Linked DNA regions of Callithrix jacchus: region 1 is linked to region 2. The links are chromatin contacts, called in public Hi-C maps. All regions are on one chromosome and are shown on one strand. The core of a region is the stretch at or near the end of the contact, and the rest is flanking DNA. Distances in the headings are between cores, read along the strand shown.

The links. A called contact is a pair of places that touch in the nucleus more often than the background predicts.
Region 1: a Hi-C map of skeletal muscle shows a contact between it and region 2, with 2.8 times the contacts expected there. The contact joins the promoter of ANKRD42 here to the enhancer-like site in region 2. A contact is called at or near these places in 2 of 3 Hi-C or Micro-C datasets (both in skeletal muscle).

Annotation. Positions count from the first base shown.
Region 1 is chr10:57,196,415-57,199,444 of calJac240_pri, reverse strand. It overlaps ANKRD42 (ankyrin repeat domain 42), which reads left to right and starts at 1,777. Exons shown (of 12, transcript XM_035264380.3): 1 at 1,777-2,866. The coding sequence starts at 1,777. LOC144578090 (a long non-coding RNA gene) reads right to left here and starts at 1,003. Exons shown (of 3, transcript XR_013523198.1): 1 at 889-1,003; 2 at 493-511.
Region 2 is chr10:57,108,274-57,110,998 of calJac240_pri, reverse strand. No RefSeq gene overlaps it. Among named protein-coding and RNA genes, the nearest start is that of CCDC90B, 20 kb to the right of the region's middle. Within about 2 kb of position 1,373, at least 1 of the 16 cell types and tissues checked has an H3K27ac peak or open chromatin away from gene starts, as enhancers often do. A contact at or near this core is called in skeletal muscle, where this site is marked.

The DNA.
Region 1 (3,030 bases), core at 528-3,027, 88 kb before region 2:
TATAGGCCTGAGCCACCACGCCTGGCCAGAGTTTCACTCTTATCATCCAGACTGGAGTGCAACTTTTGCCTCCCTGGTTCAAGCAATTATCCTGCCTCAGCCTCTTGAGCAGCTGGGATTATAGGCTCCTGCTACCATGCCTGGCTAATTTTTGTATTTTTAGTAGAGACGGGGTTTCACCATGTTGGCCAGGCTGGTCTTGAACTCCTGACCTCAGGTGATCCACCTGCCTTGGCCTCCCAAAGTGCTAGGATTACAGGCATGGGCCACCGTGCCTGGTCCAGTTGCCCCATTTCTAAAGTGAGGGGATTAGGATGACTAATCCCAAATTCACTTCCAACAGTGAAAAACTATCTTCAGCCTATTTGTTCACCTGCCTGACAATCAATTGATCAACCCACCCACTCACCCACACAACAGTTACTAAGCCCTTCTCTTAAATGAAGTATTTTAGATGTCAGAAATGTCAAGATGATAAGATAGAGTCCTTACCTTCCAGAAGCTCAGGGTCCTTGAGGGGTGAGAAAAAAATTGTTAAACAGATAATTATAATAAAATGTGATAAGTGATCTAATAAAAGGTTGTGGGAATTCAGAGACTTGGAGGAAATCCTGCAGCAAAATCCAAAACCTAGGTTGGAATCTTAAGTCAGGTATTTACTACTTACTAGCAGTGTATCCTAAAGCAATTAACTTTTTTGTTCCTTATTTCTCTCTCTGTAAAGAGGAAGAGGAATACTTATTCTGGCACGTTATAATAAGAACTGAGTCAAACTCATTCATGTTGGTGTGAGCACTTGGTACAGTGCCAGGCTGATCGCATGAGCTCAATAAACAGAAATCAGTAATATTACAAAAGATGATGGAAGTCAAAGACAATTTACTGTACCTCAAGAGAGTAGAGGTAGCATCATGAGAATTTCCCAAACGAGTTCACAGAACAAAACTGGGGGAAAGGCAGCGTAGTTTCCTGGTAAAAGGAACAGTACATGACAAGGCAGAGAGATATGATCAAGCATGGTATGTTTCCAGGACCAGTTCATTATTCCTGAAGGGAGAAGGCAATAGGGTGGAAAAACTGGGCTGAGAGAGGAATCCAAGTTGGTGATGCCCCTGGAGAGCAGAGAATTCTTACTAATTTCTGTATTTTCAGATGCTAGCACAAAACGTGACCCATACGTTTGCAATAAATAGTGAAAGAATTCATTCCTGTTGTTAAGCAACAGGGTTGAAGAGAAATATTCGAGCAGTAAACACGATACAGTGAAAGGAATCTCGGATTTGGAGTCAGGAGACCTAACGCAGTCTTTTGACTAATGACCTATGTTTTTATATTGGTTTTACAACTTACCTGCTGCCTGGCCTTAACAAAGTACCGATATATAGAGTCTCAAAATATGGGTAACACCTAACAAGCGATTATTAAAGTTTGGCGCTAGTACTCAATAAAAACAGCGGTTGCAGCTGCTAAATTCTCTTTTAGGTCTTTTTCCATACTTGCGAAATGACAGGGTAACATATTTCCTTCCAACCACCACTGAAAAAGTATACTAGGTTTGCTAAAAGACAAAAAGGCCCCGCCCGACCCGCGCCACACAGGTCACCTACGCAGACTGCAGTCCTGGGGCCTCCACTTGTGTCGCTGAGCGATGGAGGGCGCGATCGATGACAGGCCACTCCAGAGACGGACCTAGATAGGCTCGGGTGAGACCGAGCCGAATTTCACCAAAAACCGGTTCATACCAGCACCCCATTTGTCGGGACTAAAAGATGTTAAAAATCTGGAGGAAAGGAAACCGGAAGTGACGTAACGCGAGGAACAGGAAATGACCTCAGCACTTCGGAAGTTTACTCGTTTCCCAGGCGACGACCCTGCAGCTTCTCCAGCCAAGTGGCTGGAGTCGGGAGGCTGGAAAGCGATTCGGAGAAGGTACCAGCTCAAGGCGGCCGCCACCACAGCGACTCGAGGGGAGTAGCAGACGAAGACGGCGGCCGTCGCACTAGCCACCCCGTGTGGAGGATAAGCAGCCGACAAGGCCATTTCGGCACCGAGTCAAGGGAAAGAGTTAGCGACGATCGGGAGAGAAAACCTGAAGAGGGCGACCGCCGCTCCAGGGTCGCTACGGGAAGCCTAAGTGGAGACGCCGGTTTCTCCCGCAGCGACTTGAGAAGCGTCTGTGAAGACCTCGGCCACCGCCGCAGCGTCTCTCGGGAGGGAGTTAGGGGAGATAGTGGCCACAGTCACAGCAGCTCTTTGGAGAGGGTTAAGGTAGACCGCAGCTTCTGCAGCAGCGACGTGAATTTTAGTGAAGTTGGAGGCCACCAAACTAGCGGCTCCAGGGCAACAGCCAGAGAATACCGTGGCCTCCGCCTCAGTGGTACTTGGGAGGGAGTCAGTGACGGCCGGGACCCGCGATCTAGTGACTCTGGGGAGACAGTTAGTGACGATCGCAGTCGACGCCTCAGTGGCTCTTGGGAGGGAGGGAGTGTCGATGACGGCCCCAGCCTTAGTAGTTCTTGGGAGGGTGTAAGTGAAGACTGCGGCTATATAGCCAGCGACTCCTCCGGTGTGAGCGGCAGTGAAGACGCCAGCCGCCGCCTCGGTGGCTTTTGGGAGAGAGAAGGTGAAGACGAAGGTTTCCGCTGCAGCTCCTGGGAGAGAGCGAGAGAAGGCTGTGAGCCCCGTCCTAGCGACAACGAAGAGAGCCGCTGCCGCTGCCGCTGCCGTGGCTCGTGGGTGAGAGCAAGTGAAGGCCTCCGCAGCAGCAGGGGACTGGACACAACTCCCCAGAGTCGGAGGTGTTGCACCATGCCCGGGGTGGCCAATTCAGGCCCCTCCACTTCCTCTAGGGAGACTGCAGACCCCTGTGAGTCAGACTGTTTCACTGCCCTCGTCTCTGCCACTGATTCCTTTTCTCACTTCAGCCCGCAACAACCTTAGCCCTTTCTGGCATTTCCTTTTATTAGTGGTCACTCCCCCTTTCCCTTTTTAATCTGTTTTCAGGGTGAACCAAAGCTGTTCACCTCTCCC
Region 2 (2,725 bases), core at 124-2,623:
TATCTAAATTCTTAAAATTTGAAAACATTATAAGTTTTGAATTGTCTTTCCAATATGGTAACGGTTTTTCCTGACTCTTGCCAAGTTCTTACCTACTCTTGCCTAGCCTATTGTGTCACCAAAGCAGTATGGATAGGTTAGCATCTATACTGTGGCTATACACATGGTGAAAGTAGCTAATCCTTTTGGAGCCTTCTTACCATAGAAAATGCCCAAAAGGTATATTATGCTCAGAAACTCCGTATGAATGAAATATTTTCAACATATTAAAAAATTTGGATTAAGGCCAACTGAGATTTATGAGTCTCATTTATTCCACAGGCATTTAACAAGTACCTCATATGTGTCTAGAGGCCTTCTGAGAACTTGTAGTTTAGTGTAGGAAAAAGATATATACAATTGCTGTTTCATAGTGAGGTGCAAGTGCTAGAGTAGACGTATAGTTTTGCGGCATATAGAAACACCATCCTCTCATCCATCTTTATTTCATATATTGCCATCTAAACAAAAATAAAAAAAATATACAACCAGTGTCCAACCTGAGTACTATTTCTCATGAGATGGACAATCTACTGAGTCATAGGAACAAAATAACTTAAATCTCTTCAATATCCTTTCCACTTGTTTTTTTTTTGTTTCATTAACCTAATGTGTCAATAATATATGTATATTATTTATAAATAAATATACTTATGAACCCCATCAAAATGAATTTTCATGGAAAGGGTATAGGATCTAAAAGTAATGGGGACAGGGTATGGTATGCATATTTCTATTCTTCTGTTACTGGATACAAAGCACTTTGTTTGGTAAACCCCTATGATGACAAAGAACACAGATCTATTTAATATTTCGTCGCTGTATAACCTGGGAATATGCATTTTTATTTGTTGGGACTTGAGAAGGTCCAATAAATGGCATATCTCTTTTCCATCTTGGTTGTGAATATAACTAAGATGAAGAATGTAAGCTAATATAGAGGCCTAAACAACCCCTTTGTTTACTGATAAAACTACTGGAGAATTGGTTTTAGGAGTCAGAGTCTCATGTGTTGCGCAGGCTGGAGTGCAGTGACTATTTATAGATATGAACATGGTACACTTTGGCCTTGACGAACTCTTTGGCTCAAGCAATCCTGCTGTCTCAGTCTCTCAAGTAGCTAGGACTATAGATGTGTGCCACTGTACCCAGCAAGAGAAAATGGGTTTTATCTTCAGGCCAGTAAGCTTTCTATCACTGAACTCTAGAATTGGACAGACTGACCCTGTCTCAAGCATTGCTTTGCTAGGCCAGGCCTCACCCTGCAGAGGCAGAGCCTTATCCCATAGAAGCAGAACAGAATGAATGTCTCTGCAGATAGACTGCTCCCAAACAGGAGTAGGGAGGAAGTGGGTTAATTGTGCCTTGTTTCTCCTTTCAAATTTGCAGTTGGGCAAGTCACTTTACCTAGGGCAGAGTGGATAAGGGGATGAAGAGTGACGACAATGTTATGCTACTGGAGCTTTCTTCACATGGAGGAAAGACGCATTCCCTCTTAATATTTTAGGAAAAAAAAATATGTGTGTATATATATATATATATATATGTGTGTGTATATATATGTATGTATGTGTATATATATATATATGTGTATATATATATATACGTATATATATATATTAAGATGGAATCTTGCTCTGTTGCCTAGGCTGGAGTGCAGTGGCGTGATCTTGGCTCACTGCAACCTCCGCCTTCCAGGTTTAAGTGATTCTACTGCCTCAGCCTCCCAAGTAGCTGGGGCTACAGGTACATGCTACCATGCCTGGCTAATTTTTTGTATTTTTAGTAGAGATGGGGTTTCACCATGTTAGCCAGGATGGTCTCGAGTTCCTGACCTCGTGGTTTGCCCCCTTTGCAAAATGCTGGGATTACAGGTGTGAGCCACTGCGCCTGGCTAGAATATTTTAAATTATAACAAAACAATAATTTGTTTTCTTGTTTAACATCTCTCTTCTTCACTAACATTGTCAATTCCATGAGAATGAAACCATGTTCATCTCTGTGCACATAGAGACTAGCATGTTGTTTGGCATATAGAAGGCAGTCATATTGGTTAACTGAACAAATGCAGTGTAGTTTGTTACAGTGGACTTTAACTTTTATGGCCACTTATTAATTAACCCAGTGAAAATTCATCTACAATGTGCTAAGGACTCTCTTAGGCAATATGATTGTGAGATAAAAATGAATCAGAATGCAACAGGATAATGTCAAAAGAGTTTTTCTTTTGAAAACAAACCAGCAGTTAGATTCTTGAGGAAAATACAGTTGGAAAGTCTCTGACTGTCACTCCCTGGACCATGTGGACCAATCTCTTGACTGCTCTATACTGCAGATTCCCTGTTTATAGCTAAACAAATGACAAGGCTATTTTGAATAACTAATTGTCAAACTTTTATAGCTATCACCAAGGCATTACGAAATCAAAATGTTTATGTTCTGGTCTTGGATTCTTGATCTGGATAAAGCTGAAGAACTAAGATGAAAAGAACATTTTAAATTTCTTTGAAATTACATATGATTTTCTAATAGATATTACTTTATAAGAAAATAAAAGGCAGACCTAATAACAAAACAAAATAAGAATTTAACTTGCCCTATGAGTTTCTTGAAAGTAGGTATTAGATATCAATAAATGTTTGAATTTAAATTATTAAGAAAAGCTTTGTTTTATATAATAAAGATG